2 separate regions of the Dromaius novaehollandiae genome follow, and region 2 is linked to region 1. Evidence: chromatin contacts called from public Hi-C data. All regions are on one chromosome and are shown on one strand. Each heading gives the region's core, a stretch centred on a gene start, on an enhancer-like site or on the middle of the called end of the contact. The rest is flanking DNA. Distances are from core to core; before and after follow the strand shown.

Region 1 (6,949 bases), core at 3,410-5,909:
TAATTGTAGTACTAACACTCTTACTACCTCTCACATCCCTTGCTCCTGGGAGGGAGCAGTTTGAAAGGCTGCATAAAGACTGCAATTCCACATCTAGGAATGAAGAATATCAGCTTTATGAAATATACAGATAGATTTCTGGAGTTTACCTACAGGCCTGAGGCAGGACTGTGCAAAATCCTATTCCTCAAAAGGAGTTGCGGTGTCCATATCTTCAGGGATCCCATGTGGCAGGAATGCTACAGGCCACCTTTGGGAGCACAGGTAAAAGAAGAGTTATGGTGCTGCCTTTAGTACAGCAGTTGTGTTAGTATTAGGTACCTGAAGAAATGTGCAAAGTCTGTCATCCTCCCAGCCACAGGCATGAGTGTTTGTCCACACAAAGCATAATTTCTGGCATAAATTCATTCTTTCCATTTCAGTTCTGGCTTCCATTGTTTTACTTACAGAAGGAAACCATTTCATGGAAGTATTTTTCAAAATGACTTACTTTTCCATGCTAAATTTTTTCACCTTCCCTTGAGGAGTGGTGAACTACAGAAGACACAAGCTGGCTCCAAAATTCAGAAAGCAAATTAAAGACCAATATCGAGCAGATTTCTAGTTTCTGTAGTTTCTTTGCTGCACTGCTGCAAGAATTATCAAGAGATAATATAGGAGGAGAATAAAATTGCAGATAAGTAAGACATCTCCTATAACTTTGCAAGTCTATAAATAATGGTAAGATAGATTCCAAAATGTTTATGTTACCTCCAAATTATTGTATCTCTCTTGTATATTACCTTTCTCGTGTGTGTTCTAAATGCTAGCAAAGTCAATATGCAGGGTAGATGGGACATGCAATAGTCTTTTCAACCTGTGGCCGTGAATTTATTAAGAAAACAGATAGACTACTGATCTTCAAAAAGTTCATATATAAGCTGTATTACTGTAAGTATGTCTGTCAAAATCCCCCTAAGACTTCAACAGAGATTGTGGCAAGCAACTTGTTTTCAAGGTAACTGTTTTCTATTTAGCTTTCTTTTTTTATTATTTGGGAAATGCACTTGAAAATACATTTGCTCATTTAAATAATTGCATTGTTCAAGTGTTGTAACTGGAGCTATAATTATTTGTTTTTATAACAGCATTAAAGCCAAAGAGAACTGAGTAAAGACTGGCACATTAGGGCCATTTAATATAATAAATTAAATCAGTGAATTGGAATATGGTGGTTTATACGAAAATAACAAATATTTTAACATTAACATTATCTCCCTTATTTATTTACCTGAAATCAGAACCTAGTGTTGGTAATTTCCCTACAATAAGAAACAGTTACTTAAGATGCAGTCAGCTTAATTTAAAATCAATTAAAAGCAACTCATTAAAAAGAAATAATTCAGTGCAATGTAGAGTAGTTCTCACTTCACAAAACCAGTATGTGGCGCTGTCTCCTGTAAAAAAGCAGCCCTCGATTTTGTAAAGCTGGTCTTCAAAAAAGCTTGTGTTTACATTGTCAGCTGTGTATGTCACACTGGTTTGAAGCATAGAGGGGATACTAATCACTGTATTTTAACATAAGAGCAATGCTTTTATTATTTGCTATAATTTATAGGTATTACTTCTAATTCAAAAAGATTATTTAATTTCATTTACTGACCAAAAAAATCAGTGAGCAAAAAATAAGAATATTGTGTCTATTATGTTTATTTATATGTTTATAGATACTATTTTGATCACAAGAAAAAAAAGGAACCTTCACACAAGTAACAAAAGTCAGATGGGAAATAATTTGTGATTCAGAAAAAAAGGAAATTAGTTGTGAGAAGCAATCTGAAAAGTTAACTAAAAGGAATCTTGTCTGCCTTAAAAAATTACCATGATATTACATGGGAGTTCTGAAAGGTCCAAACCTGTCTCTGAGCAACTAAAATGATTTCCTAGTTATCTCCAAAGATTTGTTGGTTTGTATATCTCATTTACTTCCATATGTCAAACTCCTTAGTACACCTCCTTAATACAAGTGTATTTACAAACCTGTATATCTTATTAGTCTATCAGTTATTTAGCCCATAGTGGTTTTTGATTACCTACAAAATTCTTGAGGAACTAAGCCTGTTTCTTAATCTCCATGTAAGGGCACAGCTCCTGTGTGAATTCAGTTTTACTGGAATTGAACAGCCAGTCTTTTGTGTGCTAACCAAGTCAGCCTTCACTTAAAAGGAACTCACAGACTGTGCTGATGATCTCTGTAACCATGACCTTTCAAACACAAACAACTGAGTAAACTGTGTATTCATGAACTTTTTAATTATTAAGGGCTCTGTGCCCTTTGCTACTAGACTTTATACAAAAGAAACTGAATTCATACCCTTTTAGTTAAAGCTGGGGTTTCTAACATGTCACATAAATTGCATTAGCATTAACACTGGGGATATATCTATAGAACCATCTGCCCTCTCTGGATTTATAGATAGTTACATATTTTCTCAGGCATTTCTTATTATCTACTAAAATATGGCAGTTGAAAACATTTAGTATACCTCTAAACACTACGAATCAGCTAAGCAATTTTCTTTTCCTGACTCAGGGAAAGAGGTTGCCAAATTTTTAGTCAAGGTTTAATAAAGCCTTCCTGAAAGTTAGTCAGATAGAAAGTGGGAAGTCCTGAACATAATATTTAGGCCTGAATGGGCTCATCGCTATTTGTCACAATACTGCTAGGGCCACACTTTTACTTTTATGCTGTTCTATAATGTGAACGTGTTTTCTTTTTAAATACAGAGGTGCTGGATTAGGATAAGTGCATTAGCTGCTGTCAGCAGAACCCTAACTGGTTCTCCAGTGGGAGGAAATCATTCAGAATTGGGAACTGTTTTTGAGCTACCAGTGAGTGACCTCTGTTCATTAAAAGTGGTAAGTAGTCACTGCAACTCCAAAGATGAGGAAGACTTCTGGAAGTATAGCTGAAACAGTCTTCCTTGCCTAACCAGGGCACTTCCAAAATAGCCTGTGGAAAATGCTTACACAGTGCAAGCACTGGGGCAATGTCTATGCAAGTAGCAGCTGACCTCGTCTTCTGGTAACTGTGCTCCCTCAAGCACTGATGGACACAAATTGTCATTTCAATTTGTTAGCACCTGCAGGAGTGAATCTGGCCTACTGGCTTCTTTCAAGTGAAGATTTCTAGTCAACTGACAGGAGAACTTGGCTCAGCCACTGTAAGCTGCAAAATAATATTTAAACTTTGTCTCACTTCCTATTATATGTCGCAAATGCTTGTGACAAGAACTCTGTTCTTGTTTTACTCTGTGGTTATTTATGATAAGTTAGTAAAATTACGTCTAGAACCAATTCCTTAGTTTGGGTTTAACAAAGGTCTACATGCTTCGGTTTCATTTTACATATCTGTACGTGTATGGAAAGTGTATGCACATACTCCTTAAAAAGATGACCTTGGGGAATATGTTTTATTTTGCATTTGTGTATTTCAGGACATCCATAAAGAGAAGGATTATACCCAGGCGTAAAATTAGTATAAGCAAGATTGGTCAAAGACCTTGCTGCATTTTGTTTTAGGAGATTTTCTCAATGTGCACTTAACTTGTGCTAAAGCCTGTTTCAGCAAAGAAGACTCCTGCAGTCCATTTAATATAGTGTTCTATAACCACATTAAACTACTATTTATAGTTCCTGAAGTGGCCTAAAGACTACTTATTTCAGCTGATACGACCTTGAGATCTCCAAGTTCAGGAAGATCAATCGACAGATTGCAGGCAGAAAAGATTCACTTGCTCCTTCTGGTAGCACATAATTGCAACCGGAGGAGTTCATGTATTGTACTTCAGAAGAGGAATGTAGTATGTAACCTCTGTGCTATATGCTGTGGCATGCGCTTTCAGCACAGGAACTAAAAAAGCAGAGAAAGAGCATACTTGTTGTATACTGTAGAGTAGCCATTTTAAAGCTCAAGACATTATTACAATTTTGCAGCTATTTACCCAAAGGTATTGGACTAAAGAATTGAAAATTTTCATTCTTAAGTAACTCATCAGGGAAGATTTTACGGCTTTCACCTTGAGAAAAGGGCTTACCACGGCACTCGGTTCTCTGTCAAAAAACAAGGAGTTTCAAGAACTTCACCACATACTTTCCCCCCGCTTAAGAAAGAAAAAAAGAAGTCCGTAATACAAATCAGACTCCAAGGGACGGCAGCTCAGCCACTTCCCGCACACCTAGCCAGGCTGAGGCAAGGCTGCTGAAACGCAAACCACGAGCGGGCCGTGCTGCGAGCGGAGCGGAGGGCAGCGCGACGGGCCGCTCAGGGCTTCGCACGGCGCGACCGTTGGGCGCCGGAGCCCTCCGCTAACGGTCGGTGCCAGCGGCGCGGGGCTGCCTGTCCCCGGCGCCCAGGTGGGCGCCAGCCGAGCCGAACCGAGCGCCCTGCATGGCCACTCCGACCGTGTGTGTGTGTGCGTGTGTGTGGAGGCGTAGGGTGGCAGCTCAGCAGGCGCTGCCCCACAGGTGGGGGCGAGCGCTGCCGAGCCGACCCGCCGGCGACGCGACCTGCCTGCGGCGGCACAGCCCGCCCGCCCCGTCCCGTCACTCCGGCGCGGCGCAGCCAATGGCGCAGCCGCCTGTCAGCCGCGGCCCTCCCCTGCCGCGAGCGGGGGAGGGGTGTGGGCCGGGGAGGGGAGGTCGGAGGGGCGGGCGGGGGCGAGCGGAGTTGGGCGATTGAACTTTTCTTGTTTAGTTTCCGCGGCGCGGAGGCTCCTGCACCCAGTGCAGCCCGGCACCGCCCGGCGAACGGGACCCTGCCGCCGCCTCCCGCTCTCCTCCGCACCCGCCGGCCCGGCCGCCCGCTGCCTGCCCCGCGGTGCGATGGTGCGCGGGGCGCCCGGCGCGTCCCTGACCCTGCTGCTCTGGGTAACGGCCGCCTGCGGCAGCCCCGCCGGGCCGGCGGCTGGCGCGGCCGCCGCTGCCCGCAGGCAGGAGGAGGCTTTCTCGGCGGCCAGATGCTCCTCCAGGTGCCTGAGCCTGCAGATCACTCGCATCTCCGCCTTCTTCAAGCATTTCCAGGTAGGGGCATGGCGCCGCCGAGGGACGTCCCGTCGCCGTCACCCTGCGCGGCGGGCGGGCGGGCGCCGCTGGGCCCCGGCACGGCGGGCGGAGGCAGATGCGGCCGCCTGGCTCGTCCCCGCTCTGCGGCAGGGCGCGGGGCTCGCCCGCAGGCTGCCGCCGCGCCCGGTGACACGCTCGCCCCGGCACGGGGAGACCGGGGGCGGCACGGCGCTGCCCACAGGTGCTCTCGGCGGTGGCGGGGCGATGCCGCGGCGGGAGCCCGGCGAGGGGCTCCGCGGCGATGCGAGGGCTGCCCGTCCCGCCGCTCCCGCAGGCGCGTCGGGAGCTTGGCGTCGCGAAGCCGCTTGCAAAGTTTGAGTTTTATTAATTTTTTTTTCTAAGACTGATGCTCAGGAACGTGTACTGCTTAGCCGCGGTCTCCTGGGAGGTGAGGGCGGGGGCAAGGCATGATTTCTGAAACAGAGGGACACGCTTGTGCCTGACGAGATGGTAAAATGGGGATGGAGTTGGGGGAATAAGATAAAATGGACCGCGCGGAGAGAGAGGGAGCCGTGAAAGCTGCTGAAGCAGCGCGGGAGGTGGTGTGACAGCAGGGATGTGCGCCCCTCGTTTCCCACCTCCAGTTATGCACCTTTCCCTGCTCTCCTCCCCAACTGTTCTGCTTTGTGCAAGTATTCAGCCGACCCGACCCGAAGAAACGATGGAAACCCTTCTGGACTGCCTGCGCTGCCTCCCTCCCAGCCCCTTTTAGGAAGGGAACCGGGAGGAAACGGAGCCACCTCCACCTTTCGGGATAGCGCGTCTCTGCAACGTGAAGGGGACTAAGCGGGGACGCGCTTCTTGCTTCCCTTGTGCCTTCTTGTGAATTATAAACCAAAACTACTCGCATAAATGTTTGCGCAAAGCAGCTCTGAGGGCTAAGGTGTTGGCATGCAGAGAGACATTGAAGGATAACCCGATTTAGAAAAAAAAAAACGGAAAGAAAAGCCGAACGTGCCCTGTTTCAGCGGGACTTGCTCGGTGCCTGTGTCTGCGCTAGGCGGGCCGGGCGCGCACCTCGAGGCGGCGCGGAGGAGGCGCTGGTCCGCCTGCCTGCGCGACGCCAGGACCTGCGGCAACTCCCCGCGCCGCGCCCGCGGCGGCTTAGCCGGCAGCTCCGCTGCGTCTGGGGCAGCGCAGCGCTTCCTGTGAATGTGGTCTCCGCTTCGCGGGATGCCTCGAAAGGAGGGGACTCATTAAAGCAGTTCATTATCTTGAAGAGGGATTAGTATTGTTTTTTATTGCGTTGTCAGGCGATTGTAACCGACTTGTTTTACAGTTTCAGTGGCTAAAGAGGCAGTTTAGATCAAGCCAATTCCTAGTGAAAGGTTTTTTTTGTGTCGTCTTGGCATGATTTCTTTTCCGACGTAAAACTGCGGACAGAATGCACTGCCAAACAATAGTGATTACATTTTAATTAGCCAGGGATGAAATAAACTGCAAATTACTCAGTTAGGAGTCAATAACTGTGGGTTTTTTTGTTTGTTTGTTTTTTTTGTAATCAGTTGCAAATCTTCGGGTTTTAACCCCAACCTGCTAAAGCACAAGGTAATTTATCTAAATTACGAGGGATTAAAGTCCTGGTAGACATGAAACAACTGCAACGTTTGGAAGATAAAGTAGTCTGGCTTATAAAAGTTAAGCTTTCCATTGTCTTTTAATGAGGGAAGGGAGGGAGCTTTTAGAGTACAGTGAGCAGTGGATGCTCTCAGAGACTGATAATACACAGTGCACTGTAGGTCACGCAGGTCTGCTCTGTATTATTCCATGATGGTAAAGAATGTTTCCTTCCTCCCCTTTTCTTCTTCCTCTTTTTATCCCCTCCCCCCATTTTGGTCTCAACTGG
Region 2 (6,188 bases), core at 2,741-5,240, 510 kb after region 1:
AGTTTACAAAGTAGAAGCAAACTGGTCCTATTATAGTTATTAAACACTAGAATTAAGTATCTTGTCTGATACATTAAAGAAATGAGAAGGGAGAATAAGATTGAAGGATCAAACTAGCCTTGGCAGATGAAAGAAGAGGACAGAAAGGCAGGATGACAGAATTAAAAGTACCAAGTAGTTTGAAAATTCATCTGGATTTTTGATTAATTAAACACTGAACATCCAAGTCTTCATCTCCATTCCTTATTAATAAATCCATCAAAAACTGTACCTTCCTCAGAGACAGATGCAGAAGACTGACTTCTCTGCAACAACACTTATTTGCCAGGGCATACCACAGAATTTCCTGGATCACAAGACCTGGTTCTCAGCTCATGTGTAAGTAACAGCATGTGGCATGGAAGCCTTGTTTTCCATTCTAAGAAAACCAGAGCATGTGAAGCCTTTTTTTCCATTCTAAGAAAACCAGAGCATGTGTGAACTATAAGTTCCTTTCTCTATTATCATATATATGTGATCTGAGTTCCATATTAATGAAGAATATTAAGTAGGTCATTGACTGAGAAGTCTGTCAGAAAGCTGGACAATGCAACTGGAATAAAACCACTTCTCTGGATTCATTACTTTGGGTGAAATATTTTTATAATATGAATAGCTGTAGGATTCAAAAATAATTACTTCAAGTAATACAACTAAATCTTATTTTTATGTGTGTATGCTCTAGAAATCCAGTCTATGAGTTGGAACTGCCAAAATGTCTGCCTCCAGTCATCCGTAAGCTTTAACTCCTCTCTGAGGACTTCTGTTTTACTGAAAATTACATTTGAAATATGACACCATTCATGTAAATGTGTGACTGTTGAGCATCCTGTTTTTCTGAATACCCTTTGCCTAATCCATAACCACAAACTGACTGCATTCTTTTGTGGCTGTTCCTTACCATCTGAGGAAATAGTTGCAGTTTTTACTATATAATGTCAAGTCACAGACAGGCAAACATATTCATATTCACACCATGCCTGGCATAAGCCAGCTCTTACCTTGTGAAAAATTAAGTTTCACTAGTTGATACTAGCTGTCTCAATGTACAAAAAATCTTTAAATACAAGACAAATATTATACATTTTATGCCATTTAGTAAATTTTAATAATGTGTTTTGGAAATGTGATCATGACTTACTTAGGCCAATAAGGAACTATATATTCCAGGAAAGAGTAAAACATCATTTTTCTTCTATGAGGTAGCTACTGATATTTTTAAGAGGAAGGACTATATGCTTCTCATATTAAAGTCTGAAATCTCCTTGCAATATATGTGTTAACTTTCTGGCCACAAGTCGATTTTTCCTTTGCTGTGCAAGGGGCTGAAAGGAGGACTCACTACTATCCTGAAAAGTGTTTTTCCGAACAGCCTTTAAGATTTCCCGTAAGTGCTTTGTTTACACCTGATTCTCTTTCAGCCCTTTTGCCTCATGAAGCATCAAGGGAACTACGGAGTCAGGTGACTGGGCCTGCACCTGACTAGTACACTTCTGAAGCATTTCAACCACTCTGTACAATGCTAGAAGGCCATTTCAGCAGAGAATGCTCCTTCTTGGAGGAAAGGATCCTGCCGTGGAGAAGACTTATGTAGACCAAGGAATGGGTTAAAAGTGAACTGAAAGGGAGAGTAGAGAAAGGAATGAAGAAACTTTTATGGAGAAGGTTGGAATAATCTACTTATTCTTCTTTGACAGAAGGGAAATATGTCAGACTACGGGGCTTGGCTGCCTAGAGACATGAGTAATCAAAGCTCTGGAATCTGGGTTACTTTCTGTTGTGGTCTAAGATATCAGGGATTGGCTTGCCGTCAATATCTGTACTTCCTTCTGTCATCGGCACCTAACTACAAAATAGTGTCTTTCTCCAAGAGACTTGTAGCAACTATGTGTGTGACTCTCTTGCATGATTCACTTCCTTGATTCCACACCTGGCTTAAAGACTAGGACAAAGGATGAGCTTTATTTCTCATGAAATGACATGTCTTGTTCCTATCAGGCCTTAGGTAATTCTCACCCTTCCTCTTGCCAAATCCTCTGGATTCATCGCACATCGGTGAAACATGCTGAAGACCTCTTCTATTGCGATCCTACAAAAGTAACATGAGATCTTTCAGCAGAAATGCTCTCACTGTTCTAAGTGCTCCTTTTTTTAATGTTCTTCCCCTCTAGCCAAGATACTAGGCTACTTTGTAATATGCCAGATACTAGTCTTGTGGCTTCTGCCACCATCTAATGCAATACAGTTTAAGAAGGAAGTAAAAGAATCAGTTCTTTGTGGGCTGACTAGCTGAAGGCAAGCAAGTTCCCTATGAGAAGGAAATGTGCCTTGAATTCTCCCAAAAATGAAGAAAAGAAACAAGAGTTGTTAAATCTCTATCCCAGGAAGGTTATCTTTAGTATGTGGAAGACTGGCAGATCTAAAGATCTAATAGGATTGTGGGATTACCAGTGAGGTAGAGTGGTTATTTCAAAGTGCTGTGGGTAACAATCACTACAGAAAATCAGTGTTGTTCACTGTGGCTAATTGTTGGATCCTTGGCAATAGCAATAATAAGGAAAAACAAAAAACAACAGTGAGAGTCACATCTCAAGCTCATGTGAGACAGAAAAAAGGACAGCTTCTGGATTCAAGAGATTTTTCTGTGGGTTGCTACTAAAGACCCCTACTGCAAAGCACTGACAGTATTAACACTTTTTTGGCCATTGATCAGCTAACTCAAGGTTCAAAAATTTAACAAATTTTCCCCAAATTTGTCTTCTGATATTACTGTTCTAGGTATAGATCCTACTATAATAATATTGAGGAGTGACAGACTACTTTTCATTGGAGAATTAAATCTACAATTGTCTTTGTGCTAAAAATACATTAGTCAAATGCAATTACCACACCAGACTAGTGTGAAAAATGCACACGTTTGGATCTACATCAAATGACGAAGTATTTTATAGTTAACGAAGGACATTATGATTTTATAATGTTAGCTTTTGGATTCCTTTCACATTCAATAATAAAAGATTTAGTAAATCACTTACATCTTCCTGATTTGCAGCATATCTTTTAAATAGATATCACTCTAGCTTAAAGGATTTGAGCATTGAAGAATCTTGTCCGTAACTTACTACTATAAGTAAACACCATTTTTTTAAAAAAAGATGCATATTTTCTCTTTTCACTTTATTGTACTACATTTGCCTTGGTATGTCTTTCTCTAATGGAGGGCAAAGAGGTGAGCTGGAGGCCTCCAAAGTGATACAAAATGGAAATACTCTATGACAACAAATAGACTTGTATTTGTAATTTTCTATTCCATCATCCTTGTCCGTAAAGTTCTAAGTTTTGGGTCTTGTCATGTCCCCATGAACAAAGAAATAATTATCCTATTCACACAACACTTGTAAAGGGCTTCATATTGTGGTAAATGTGGAAAATGTATTTTAAGCCAAAGCTTCAAGTATGAATTCTTGAGATTCAACCTGAATGCCAGAGCCCTGACCTTTAACACCTCCAGACCAAAAGGGAAACTATAACAAATATGTGTCAAGAGGTGATGACTCTTCCCTCTGTCATCTAAAGAAACTTAGTGGTATCTGTTCCCTTCCAAGCATAAGCATTATTACATCAGTAACAAGTGAGGTCCAGATGAAGCAAGCAAATCTTTAACTAATTAGGAATTAAGCTGTTTCATATTGTTCACTATTTGGCTAGCTTTCATTTAGTGAATGCTATCAAAATCTCCCTCCTTCCTCTATTTTCTCATTTTGGAAATGGTACATAGATCAAAAATAGTCATAGAAACCTACTTTGATCATCATAATGTTTGCAGCTATGATACTTACCAGTTGCTCTGTTAAGCATTAAAAAAAAAAAATACATCTGCTTTCAGTCTAGAGGGCTCTTAATGGAATACGGATGACTAAGTGAAGAGGCACTTATACACAGAAGTACAGACTTGCCTGAACAAACTGGTGGGGCAATGTGTAGCTCTATAACTAGCTTTAAAAATGTGGAAGTTATGTCAGTTAAGAAATTTGTATAACTTAAGCACACATCTGAAACAGATAACATCACTGTTTTTGAGTGGATAACATATTTTCCTTTGGGTTATCTGAAGCTAGGCCATGCCGAACAGTAATACATCCCTGTTTTTTTTTTTTTTATAACAGTGTCAAAGAAAGAAGAAAATGGGTAAAAGCAAATCAATGTTTTCTTCTTTACAGTGCTATAAAAAGTGCTACCAAAAGTATGAAACACTAATGAAGAAAAAAATAGTAAGCAAATTCTAATGGCCTTTCATTCAGTTTTGACAAGGTAGAGATAGGGATCTGATGCAAGAAGAACATAAAGGTTATTGCAATTTATCAAGGAATAATCACAACATGCTGAACAGCAGGGACAAGGTGTCAAACCTTTCCTTTAAGATTGCAAAGAAGTAGCCAGCAAATCAATATAGTTTATAAGGAGTTTACAGATAAAATTAAATCCTGGAAATAAAAATGATCTCCCTTCAGTTAAGCCTCTAATTTATGATTATTCTACCATTTCTTTCATTTTCCCTCAGCATAACTGTGTCCAAACGAATTTGCAAGGAAGACTGACTCCATTTTGAAAGGATAACATCCTGCTACCATAAATCACACTACAACTAACACATATGTCATTATAATTTGACTGCTACTGTGAGAAGGGAGGAGAGACAGGAATTGGCATTTTAGGAGTGAAAGGGAGTAAAGTAAGCTGAAACTGCATAGAACTACAGTCAATCATGTAGTTACCACTATAGCTATATTACTATACCTATGGAGTATGTTTAGCCTCTTCATTGTGAGTGGTTAGTGAGTTCCTCTAATGATCTTTTTCCTCCCAGTGACAGCTCTCAAGTCCGGCCTTCCCTTTTTGCTGACAGTTGCAGCTTTCTTGTCAGCTTCTAAGGAGAAAGATTTCCCATAAGTAAGAAGCAAAGAGAATGGTTCACATAGTGTTGATGACATCTCTAACAGGCCATTTGATCACCATATTTGGCTTGCATACATAATCATATGTACACGTTTTAGCTATTTTAGGAGCTTTGTTCCATAATCCCAATGTTTACATCTGTAAGAATCCATTCCTTATCAGTGAAAAAGTTACATGAACTGGGTTACACACATTATAGGTTATAATGTCTGCAAAATCCTACTATAAACAATACGTAATGAAAGCTATATTTAATGAATTCTAGAAAGTGAGTTTTCCAACAGCACTCTCATATATGTACATAAGAATAACACCTTACCTAACTAGAACTGCTTGCCAACTGAGATGCGATTTCTCATTTCCTGTCTCTCTCTCTAGATAACTGTATATATAGTTATAGCTATAAAAAGTTATAGTGACAGAGAGAGATTCATAAGATCTACAGGCTAATTAGAATCATCACATTAGGGAAGATGTTTGAAATGTTATTAGTAGGTCACTTACAAACTCTTGATGAAATACTAAAGAAACTGTATCTTTTTTTGCTATATCCCATTTTAACAGCATCATCCCAATCATCCTCATCTATATCAGTAGGTGCAAGAATACTGAAGAGCGTCCTTCACAATGTAATTTAAATCCTCTTCCTAATGTTCCTTCAGAAACAGTGGAGAAAAAGTTCATTAATGTCTTCAATATACATCTATTGCTATTTTGTGGGGGGAGGGGGGGGAAGAGTCCAAATCTGATAGGCAAATATCATAAAATTTTATCAGACAAATTGGTTGAAAAGCCTTGCCAGCTTCCATTGCTCCCTTTCTTTGTATTGCAATGCCCCCTGCAGGTATAAAAGATCCTCTGTTTCTCTATAGTATTTTCTTTATCTCTCGGAGTGGAGCATTTTATCGGAGTTTCTAAAAACCCTGTTAATTGCAAAGTACTGTTTGAATCACATAACAGACATATAAAATAGAAAACAGAAGACAGAGGAAGAAGAGAGTTATATATGCTGTATCTTAGATCGAGAATACACATAAGACAGAACAAAGGACCTCACAGGGGTTAGTGAAAACTTGTGTCTCAGCCTATATTCTCAAAAGATTTAAACTGGAGGGGAATGAGATGGTACTCTACTTAAGTTTGAAACCAAAACTTCTGTCCTCAGTCTCAAATGAACTGCATCTTGTTATTAT

The links. A called contact is a pair of places that touch in the nucleus more often than the background predicts.
Region 2: a contact with region 1 is called in a Hi-C map of brain, with 4 times the contacts expected there. The contact joins the enhancer-like site here to the promoter of ANOS1 in region 1. A contact is called at or near these places in 2 of 4 Hi-C or Micro-C datasets (brain and liver).

The regions. Positions count from the first base shown.
Region 1 is chr1:140,362,085-140,369,033 of bDroNov1.hap1, forward strand. It overlaps ANOS1 (anosmin 1), which reads left to right and starts at 4,660. Exons shown (of 14, transcript XM_064500789.1): 1 at 4,660-5,061. The coding sequence starts at 4,864.
Region 2 is chr1:140,870,876-140,877,063 of bDroNov1.hap1, forward strand. It overlaps LOC112989574 (a long non-coding RNA gene), which reads right to left. Exons shown (of 13, transcript XR_010385830.1): 9 at 4,837-4,966. Among named protein-coding and RNA genes, the nearest start is that of PNPLA4, 23 kb to the right of the region's middle. Within about 2 kb of position 3,991, at least 1 of the 2 cell types and tissues checked has open chromatin away from gene starts, as enhancers often do.